2 separate regions of the Rattus norvegicus genome follow, and region 1 is linked to region 2. The links are chromatin contacts, called in public Hi-C maps. All regions are on one chromosome and are shown on one strand. The core of a region is the stretch at or near the end of the contact, and the rest is flanking DNA. Distances in the headings are between cores, read along the strand shown. Region 1 holds the start of Mzt2b (mitotic spindle organizing protein 2B). Region 2 holds the start of Cebpd (CCAAT/enhancer binding protein delta).

What was found. Hi-C and Micro-C count contacts between places; a contact is called where the count stands out from the background.
Region 1: a Hi-C map of Schwann cells shows a contact between it and region 2, with 6 times the contacts expected there. The contact joins the promoter of Mzt2b here to the promoter of Cebpd in region 2. A contact is called at or near these places in 7 of 12 Hi-C or Micro-C datasets (Schwann cells, frontal cortex, liver and 3 more) and 1 of 1 datasets of contacts at active chromatin or transcription factors (oligodendrocytes).

The regions. Positions count from the first base shown.
Region 1 is chr11:98,526,846-98,531,942 of GRCr8, forward strand. It overlaps Mzt2b (mitotic spindle organizing protein 2B), which reads left to right and starts at 1,595. Exons shown (of 3, transcript NM_001105860.1): 1 at 1,595-2,237; 2 at 2,394-2,539. The coding sequence starts at 2,065.
Region 2 is chr11:98,266,713-98,272,319 of GRCr8, forward strand. It overlaps Cebpd (CCAAT/enhancer binding protein delta), which reads left to right and starts at 2,144. Exons shown (of 1, transcript NM_013154.2): 1 at 2,144-3,282. The coding sequence starts at 2,176. The coding sequence ends at 2,982. It overlaps Spidr (scaffold protein involved in DNA repair), which reads right to left. Exons shown (of 19, transcript NM_001100988.2): 19 at 4,067-4,668. The coding sequence ends at 4,513.

The DNA of each region.
Region 1 (5,097 bases), core at 345-2,844, 260 kb after region 2:
TAAGTCTATGCAGTCTAGCCCTCTGGCCTTTCTTAGAGTTGAGACCATGTGTAATTGGGACAGAATTGTATGCAAATGGTGGAGTGACTCACGTGAGGGTCCAATGACCCTACCTTGAGCTTCCTTCTGTGAATGAATACTGGCCATCCATGGACCTGAGGTGTTACATACTTAACAGGCAGAGCTGATCTCATGGATAACAGCTGTTTGGGTAGGAAGAGAATGCTGTGTCACACTTGGATTTGCCTCCTGTTTGTACTCTTGAGCACTTTGAGCAATAGAAGCTGGATTCTGGAGCCATCAACCATCCGCTTGTGAGCTACCAACCCCATGAGAAACTAAAGAGGCAGGGAGGGCCTATATTTACATCACGGCCACAGCTCTGCAAAAACCTGAGGAAATGTTCTGGAATCCTGCAAACGAGCCCCTGGATGTCCCACCACGGGAATCAGGTGCCAGACTAGATGCACATACGTCCTGCGATGTCAGCTCCTGGAGCCAAACTCATTCCCCACAGCCCACTGACTCGTCACAGTCGCCAGTAGCTTCCTGTCATCATGATCCTTCCTCACTGTGACAGAGGCGCCATTTAACATGGAAAGTCGTGTCAATGGTGGTTAGTTCTGAGGTCTGGACCTTGGTGACTGGCCAAAGGTCCAAGTATGAAGACCAGCAGAACCAGGGAAGCTGTGTTCAGTATAAGAAATAAAGGAGGAAGGATGAGTACTGTCTAGATGCTGTAAATTCTCCCTTCCCAGTAATGGCTACTTTTCCTCTTAAGAATGAAGACTAATCATCCCATATATTTTTATATTGAAAATATTTTAAAAGTACTCTATAATCTGATCATGGTTTCTCTCACTCATCTCCTCCCACTTCTCCACTTCCCCACCTTCTCAGCTATATGCTCGCTCGCTCTCTCTCTCTCTCTCTCCCTCCCTCCCTCTAGCAAACAGACACATAAAAATAAATAAATCAAACCAGAATAAAACAAATCAATCAAACTGAAAACAAACAAACATTCACAAGCAGGGACACACACACACACACACACACACACACACACACACACACACACACACATATGCAAAAGACCAGTAAAGTAAAATGGACAGAGCATCAGGAGACAAAATATCTCCAAGAGTTCCCCTGCATAAATGTTAAATGCCCCTCCTGGTCCCCTTTCACTCTGTGTGTGCACTTTTGGACTGGCTCCCCAGGTCTACTCTATCCGGATGGCAGTGACACTTGATTCACGGTGACCAGTCAAACATTTGCGGTTCTCAACACACCGGCCAAGCTGACATGTTGAATTCACCTCCCGTCGTTTCGCATGCCTGCCTATCTTCAGAAATAAACGCCGCTTTCGGTCCCCAGCTCTGAAAAAAAAATAAACGCCGCTATCTGGACTCAGAACACGGAAATAGCGTCATCGAGCTGCGCGTCATCAAGCCACACCGCCTGCCCAGTGGAAAAGCGGCTCAACCACTCGGGAAAGGCGCCTGCAAAAGCAAAAGCCAACCAAGTTTTGCGGCAGAAGCGGTTGGCCACAAAGGCGCGTGCGCAGAGACGTCGTCCGCTGCTCTTTACTCCTAGTATAAGTATTTCCGGGGTGAGGGTGGGGGTGGGGGTGGGGGTGGGGGTCGGGTGAGGGTTCGGGAAGGAGTGCGTGTTGCTCTAAAAGTAAAGGCTGTCTAGGGACCGTCAACAAAGCTGGTAATAACACGCAATCGTGAATACCGGTCATGCAACAGACATTTAGTACCCAGTACATACCAGGCATTATTCTAGGGGCTGCTACCTAAGCCAGAGGTCTAAGTCTGATGGTCAGGCAGCCGTCAGCTTTCCATCACCCCACTCCATGCCTAACACAGTGCCCAGTGTACATTATACGTTCAGAATAAGTAAGCAATCGACTATGTAAAGACCTCTTGGGACTCTTGCCTCCGTGCTGGAGCTGTTGGCTTGCAGAGACCCTGCAAGGAAACGGGTGGCCAGTAGCAGGTGCTGTGGAGTCACCAGGGTGGGCTGTGCCCAACACTGATCCCTTTTCAGGCTACACGAATGGCGGGGGCAGCTGGTGGTGGTGGTGCTGGACTCGCGGTATCCACAGGATTGGAGGCAGCAACGCTGCAGAAGCTGGCGCTTCGGCGGAAGAAGGTGCTGGGGGCCGAGGAGATGGAGCTGTATGAGCTATCGCAGGCTGCAGGCGCCGCCATAGACCCCGATGTGTTCAAGTGAGAAGGCGAGGGACTTTGAGCTGATACTCTCTGCATCTGCTACTCCAAAATATCCGGGTCTCTATAAGGAGTTTCAAAACGGTGGCGCGACTCTTGGATCATGTCTGCCCTATGGCTTGCAATGTTCACTAAGCACTGCATTTGTTTCCCCAGGATTCTAGTGGACTTGCTGAATCTGAACGTGGCTCCCCTCGCCGTCTTCCAGATGCTGAAGTCCATGTGTGCTGGACAGCGGCTGGCAAGCGATCCCCAGGACTCGGTGTCCATGTCTCTGTCCACGTCCACATCAGAGACCCGAGGTTAGAGGTGGGCTGGGTACTTCTGCCAAGAGGGTGCCCAGGGTTGGGGAGGAGCAGAGAACTCCAGGATGGCTTGTCTTATAACTTCTTAGCCTGTCTATAGGCCTCCTTCCAGGAACCTTAGTTGACTCCGCGTTTGGGATTGTACTGTTAGACCAAAGACTGGTCCAAGCAGGCTAGGGTCCATCTGTCTGATTCCTTACCACTTTTTCATCATGCCACATTCTACAGGTACTGGAATAAACATGGCTTTGGTCTTCATTTGCCTGACAATCACAAACAGGGTCAGGGATGTGCTCAGAGAACAGAGCAAGCAACTCCTTACTTACCCTTCCCAGGCCCAGGTCTAGCTCCCACATCTCAGGCCAGGCCAGCACACAACCCAATTTTTGGGTTACAGGACTGTAGCCATCTGACTGCCATGGAACATGGGTCTGACAGAAAGATTAGCCCAGTGCTCAGGTGTGAAGGGTTCCCCTGCTCTTGTGGTCGTGACTGGGACCAGGTATAAGCAGATGATGGTAACCAGAGTGTGTAACAGAGGGATCTCTTATCTTCCAACCTACCCATCCTATCTGTTTGCATCTGTTCTCTTTGGCTGTTGGAACCCTCTGAAATACAGCTTGTACTCCTAGAAGAGTAGAAGGAGATCCAGTGGTGGTTCCCTGTCAGGAACAACCCAGAAGGAATACAAGTGGGGTAAAATGAGCAGCCTGGCCCACTGAAGGGAAGCTGACAGGCCTGGGGACCCACACATATGCACTGAACACCCTCTTTCTGATCAATTTGTGTCTCTCTGGCCTCAAACAGTCTCCTTCCTCTGCTAGGAGGAGAAACAAGGGTAACCTTTTTCTCAAGCCTGCAGCCTCTCCAGGTCTGACGGCCCTGATCCCAAGCACCTGTCTCCCTCCCCCGTCTGTTCACTCTGGTTCTCTTGCTGCCTGTCTTCTCTTTTCACAGGCATTTGATTGTCTGATCTCTAGGTTTGGTGTTGATGTGCATACTTCCACTGGAAATTGCCATTGTCCCACAAGGCCAGGACAGCTTTGAGCTACAATACCAGCCGTGCAGCTCAGAATCAGGACACGTTTTCTTGCTCAGTCTATCAAAGACAATAGTATTTTTAGAATATGCATTTGGGCTGGTGCTCCAGGATAAGACCAACACCCCGACACTTGCACAATTTAAAAATCCCTACTCAGGCAGAGGATGTAGGTCAGGGACAAACATGAGGTATCATGGTATGCCGTAGGGAACATGACCTCAGCCTCTTCAACACTGCCCCTTGGCTGATTGCAAGTATGGCATAGGGAACAGATGCCTCCCCCCAACCTCCTTGACAACACATTTTCAGGTCACCCACATGTACTTGTAACCTGTGTTTTCTCTCCTGCCTAATTTGTGGCCTGAGATATCATTCATGTATTGGCACATATGGTAAGATATGGGTCCAGTTATTAGGGTACGTGGGTTCCCAGGGCTTATCCAGTTGTTGTTCCTCTTCCATATGCTCCCCATGTTGCTGAGCTCTGTCCTAAGTGCCTCCTCTAGGTTGAGAAGGCTGAGGAGGATTGGGGATGGACTACAGAATGAAATAAAAAATACCTGTTGAGGACAGGAACTACAGAGTTGTTAGCTCTGGAAGGTTTAGTCCTAGAAAGTTCTGAGGGATGTTGTAAACTAGGAAGCTTAGGAATACTGGCTGCTGTGGAAGGAGTGAAGGAGAGTGGAGCACAGGTGGGGCTGAGCCTGTAGTGTAAGACCCTGACTCTTGGTCAGTGTACTTCGAGACACTCCCGAGTCAGACACTGAGATGCAGATTGATGCAAAAGCAAGAGGTTTATTTTCCAGCGTGTCAGGGTCAACCTTCAGTCAGTCCCTGAAGGTGAGTGATGAGAAGGCAACCCAGAATGGCTACTACAAGCAGTTTTTGTACTTTTTAGGGGCACAGGTTACCTCAGTAAGGTTATAGTTCAAACTTATTGGCTAAGCATATTAACCTTTAAGTCTATTATTGGCTAGCAAGCATCAGTCAGTACATTCTGAGAATTTTCTACTCAAGAATGTTCCTGTGGGAGGAGAATGGAACTTGGCCTAGCCTTGACCTGAGGTGTGTGGGTGTAAGGCTGGTGAAAGCCCCTAGGGTCCTTCATTAGCTCATAGGTTACCAGGTGAGGCATAGAGATATCTGACTTCTGTGTGTCTTAGCATCCGTACCCTCATACTTTTAAGCTACCCTATCAATGACCAAGTATGAGATGGGGAATGTAGCAGGAGTGGTCAGAGTTGTTCCAGTTGGAGGGATGTGATGGCCGGTAATGTCAGGTTTGTGACCATTGGCGTTTGCCATAGCTCCCCTGGAGGAACTAGATTGGCTGTGCTCCAGGCCATGAGTTAGATTCTCTTCAGCTCCTAGAGTCTGTATATCTTGATGCAGCAGGACTCTCTGCAGCTGGACCCTGGCTGTCCAGGTGGCCTTTAGTGAATCACTCATGTCTAGCAGAGAAAAAGGAAACAGTCCTGCAGTCACTGACCACAGTGGTCTTCTTTCATGCGGA
Region 2 (5,607 bases), core at 894-3,393:
TTCACTTCTTGGATGCTGGGAAGTTTTACTTCTTTTCCAGCTTGATTTCATATTTCATTTTACCTAGAACTACCCAGAAATGTTTCAGAGTATTTATACATATTTGATGGAATATACATATTCCATCTAGAGAACTGTTCTGGTACGGAGTGAAATATACAAACAGGATCTCCTGGAGATTGGTTTGTTAGACTGATCTTCCAAGTCTGACAGTGCTCCACGACTCTAAGACAACACTGCTAGTTTTCTGAATTTTTAAACACCAAGGTTTCCAGAATGCCCACATGGACTGGGCATCATTGGATTCTCCACTATGTTCCACATGTGAGGGTGCTGAGGACAACTATTCTAGCTCGAAGGCTTTTGACAGATGTGCCGAGGAGAGCTTAAAATGCACACCTGGATGCTGTGTTTCTCGCAGGAACAAAGCACGGAAGTGTTCATATTCACCTTGAGTAAGTCCCCCATGACGCTAGGAAAGCCCTTGAGATAGGAGCGGTGTGTGGAACACTCATGAAAGGATTACAAATGACTGTCATAGGAGCTAAACTTTGTTATTTTTAAAGGGTCTTTGATAGCTCTCAACTGTCACAATACATTCATACTTTGTTGTTCTGCCATGCTGCCTTTCTCTGTCTCTGGTAAATGGAAAATTAAGCACAGGTCGGCAGGTTTCTGAACACAGACTCCACAGAGCTTTCAGGTGCAGCCCAACGGTGCCCACAGGTACCCACAGGTACCCACGGTGGCCAAACCTTCTGAGTTTCTAATTGGCCCCACTGTCTTGTAAGCACAGCTTCATTTTCATAAATGTAGTGAATGGACCCAGGAATCAAAAACAGCAGGTTGTCTCACTTGAAAACGGCCTTTCAGAGGGATAAACACGTGTTCCTTAATCGTGCTTCTCTGGCATCCAGGGCTAAGAACCAAAAACTTTCTCCCAGGGTTTTCCTGTGCATGTACATGAACTCACATGTGCGATGGCTTTAACCTCAGAGGTAATTAGTTAAAATATCAACATCAATTATATCAATTATAAAATTCCAAAGCTGTGTTTACCTTTCTTTCAGAAAAGCCATTAGATATTCCACAGCCCATCATTAGGATTTTCCTCGGGAATTGAAGTCAGGACCTAGGCTGCTCTGTAAATCAGCCGATGTTGGTCAAAACACCTGGTGAATCGGAAAGAGTTGGAGGAATATGAGGGACACATCTGATTTTGGACAGATTATTTTCTTGACTTTTGCATGTTTGAGACAGGCCGTCAGGCACTTGAACTCTTGGGATTCAACTACCCATCCAGTCTCAGGTCTGAGTAGCTGGAGTTGAAATTTCTCTTCATCTTTTCAAGAAATTTGAAGAGCTGGCAACTTAATACCCCTTTATGAGTATTGATGTAAATCTCAGTTTTCTCTCAGCCAGCCACATTTACTTTAAATAGCATCTCTTTTGGGTATACTTAGCAAGGAAAAGAAACAGCAAGATGCTATGCTACCACCAGGTGGCACAGCTTTAATAACCTGAAGAGTTACCGGAGCACCCAAGACCGCTGTCAGGTGCGGAGAAACGCACCGCGCGGTTAGGGTGGCGGTCTCTCTTCCGTCGACTTTGTGGTCAGCGGAGAGCCCCGTCGATCTGTCTGTCCATCGGGCTGTGTTGCTGAACCTAACCTCGATGGCAGCTGGGCCTCAGCACCCCGAGAAATGTGGCTGGAGCGGGTTCGAATTTCCGGAGACTCACGCTGGCTGTGCTCGTTCTTGACCGGCGGGGACTGAGGCCCAGGTCCACGAACCACGGTTCACTCCTTCTGGCCCCGAGGCGGAGGCGCCAAGACAGAAGCCATGGACTCGGGCTGCCCAGCCCTGTCCCAGTTCCGCTTTTGCGATGACTGAAGGCGTCCCGCTTAGCGCGCGTCGGGGCCAAATCCAGATTTTCATTTCGCTCCAGGCTCAGACCGCTAAGTAGGTCCAAACCGCACAAACAGGAAGGAGGGAAGGCCAAGAGTGCGGGCAGAGGGCGGGTCGTTCCCAGCAGCACCCCGGTCCCTCCCTGCTCGGGTCCCCGACCCTCTGGGGCCGGGGCGGGGCGTGCGCGTCAGCTGGGGCTAGAAAAGGCGGCGGTCCGTCCCGGCGAGGTGACAGCCCAACTTGGACGCCAGGCCCAGCCGACGCCGCCATGAGCGCCGCTCTTTTCAGCCTAGACAGCCCAGCACGCGGCGCACCCTGGCCCACAGAGCCCGCGGCCTTCTACGAGCCAGGCAGGGTGGGCAAGCCAGGACGAGGGCCGGAGCCTGGGGATCTGGGGGAGCCGGGCTCCACGACCCCTGCCATGTATGACGACGAGAGCGCCATCGACTTCAGCGCCTACATTGATTCCATGGCTGCCGTGCCCACCCTAGAGTTGTGCCACGACGAGATCTTCGCCGACCTCTTCAACAGCAATCACAAAGCGGCCGGCGCGGGCAGCCTGGAGCTGCTGCAGGGCGGCCCTACGCGACCCCCGGGTGTGGGGTCAATCGCCAGGGGCCCGCTGAAGCGCGAACCCGACTGGGGCGACGGCGACGCGCCGGGCTCCCTGCTGCCGGCGCAAGTGGCAGTGTGCGCGCAGACAGTGGTGAGCTTGGCGGCCGCGGCACAGCCCACACCACCCACTTCGCCCGAGCCTCCTCGAGGCAGCCCTGGACCGAGCCTTGCGCCTGGCCCCGTCCGAGAGAAGGGCGCCGGCAAGAGGGGTCCGGACCGGGGCAGCCCTGAGTACCGGCAGCGACGCGAGCGCAACAACATCGCTGTGCGCAAGAGCCGGGACAAGGCCAAGCGCCGCAACCAGGAGATGCAGCAGAAGCTGGTGGAGCTGTCGGCCGAGAACGAGAAGCTGCATCAGCGTGTGGAGCAGCTCACCCGGGACCTGGCCAGCCTCCGGCAGTTCTTCAAAGAGCTGCCCAGCCCGCCTTTCCTGCCGCCCACCGGCACCGACTGCCGGTAACGCGCGGTGTGGGCCTTAGAGACTCCGAACGACCGATACCTCAGACCCCGACGGCGGGGAGCAGACGCCGCCCGAATTGCTACAGTTTCTTGGGCACTGGACTGCGAGAGAAGCTATATGAATCCCCCTTAAATTATTTTTTTATAATGGTAGCGTTTTCTACGTCTTATTACCATTGCAGCTAAGGTACATTGTAGAAAAGACTTTTCCGACAGACTTTTGTAGATAAGAGGAAGAGACTGCGCATGCTTTTTATATTCATTTTTACAGTATTTGTAAGAATAAAGAAGCATTTAAATTGCTGCAGCTTCCTATATTCAGTCTCTCCCGCACACAACATATTGGGACCTCACCAGGGAAAAGCAAGCACCTGGGAGCCACAGGACCAGGTGCGTTGCCCACATGGGGTAAGGAGATGGACGAGTTTCCTTTTGCTGTATACTCCGTGCGGAAGGAACATGGGAGGGCATGACTACTCCGCGTAGGTGGAAGGTGTTATCCCAGAGTATGCTATGCTGACCTGGGCCAGAGAACGGCTGGCCTAACTTTTAGGTGGTTGCTGAAGGGTGAGAGGGTGGAAGAGAGCTGAGACTCCGAAACTTGATCCCTCCTTGCTTTTACTTTCCTCAACCTAGGGACATGTAGATTTTAAAATGTGCACCAGGACAAATTAATATCATAGTATACAAAGAGGGCAGCTCCAAGTGCCAGTAATTGTAATGTTAGCAGGCTCAATCCCCACCCCTACCTCCCAAAGTTTATGCCTTTTTCCTTAAGAATACTGGGTGTTCCAAACCCTTCCCTGGTCTGCACAGCCTGTTGCAGTACAGAAGAAAACACAAAACCTCCAAGGTCCAAATATGTAGTTGCTTTGCTTTGTAATTCAAATCCCTGCCTAAAGCAGGCTTGTGGATTGCTGTGAGTCTGTGATCTTTGCCCTCTGCAGTTCTTCAGGGTCTCTGACAGGTGTGTAGTGGAGTAAGGTACAGAAATGTGTTTTATACAGCTATCGTCACACCCAGCTCACCTACAGTGGACAGGTGACAGTGCCACCTCTGGCAGTTCCTAGACCACTAAAACCACAAAGTGTTGGACATTTATTTATTGTTAACAGAACAGTAATATCTCAACATGAGATATTGGTTGAAGCTTTACAGAATAGTCTTACAGAGAATATTAAATACTGCAAAGAAAACCACATACATATTGCTAATTGTAAACAGTTTAAACTACAACAAAGCACATTTCCTAATAGATCAATAACAATGCCTAAGCAGCACAAAATGAAGACAAAGAAGACAGGAGAAACACTCAAAGAAATGTCCTCAAATTTGTAGGAAGGTAAAGTAGAAAAAAAGATCGAACAGAGGTATTTTGAATTTTAATTTACAAAATATCCTCTTTACCAGAAAAAAAAAAAAAGGAAAGAAAAGAAACGCACTAAACTTAAAACTATAAAAACACTACAGAGTTAACCCGATTCGGATTCCCCAGATCAAGTCCCTGGCCTCACTGCCAAGGGCGCAGATGTCAGGGAGGAGGAGGCGGAGCAGCAGTGGCTCCCGCTGTACTCAGAAGCTCAATCTCTTCCAGAGTGATGCAGCTGGTCTGCTGTGTAGTGACGGACTGGACAAAGCAGAGTAACGGTCCCATCTCCTTCCCAAGGATGTTCTCTACTTCATAATTCTGCAGTGATAGAAGCATTCTGGTTAACATAAACAGTCCTGGATTCCTGGACAGTCTGTTCCCAACAACAAAGCCACAGCCAGGACAAAGGCCCTTCCTTCCATAAGCTCCAGCCTTCCATCCAGTGGGAAGGCTGGGGGTGTGGATTATAAAAATCCCCTTTATTATATAGCAAATGAATGAACCACTTTATTATGACAGTTGAGTCTTGTTGTTTTTAGTGGCTGCCAGGATAAACTGGCCTAGGACAGGATTTGGAAGACAATATGCAGAGGAAGTGCTGTTCTTCCATGGGGGATGGGCCTTTGGCTTGCATATGTCTCCCACTTCCGTTGGGGACACTTCCCCAATCTAGCAACACTTCTGGTCAAAGGATTTCCTGGTGCTTGCCCCAAACTTCCCTCTTCAATTGGATTCTATTTCTTCTTGAGTTACATTGGGGTAAACATTTCTTTTTGTGCTGTGGTGATGTGACTGGAGGTTTTATCCACATAGTTAATCTTGGGAGAATTTCATCTCTAGACAGACACAGGTACTGGTCAGTCCCTGGTGTCACTGTGCCCTGGCTTGGCTTTCATGGATCTAACTGCCGAGTATATTCAGTGAGGGCAGGGCTAAAAATAAAAGTGCAAGCTTGAGGAGGAGACTGGGGAAGGTGATGGCCAGTGCAGAGGAGTGTGATGGCACCCTAGCCTGGCCTTTGGACAAGGCAGCGACAAGGAACTCAGGCCACTTTCGGCCAAGAAGATGGAAGCTGGAGAGGGCAGAGAATGTAGCTAACACAGCTTTGGGTCCTAAGGGCATTGTACCTGTGCCCATAGTTTGATGAGTATGTCTGAGCCAGACATACTGATTCTGTTCTCAAACTTATGGCTGGGATACAGTGCAGCGGAAGGGACATAGAGATAGATGCCTTACGCTCAGTTAGGAAAGGTGGCC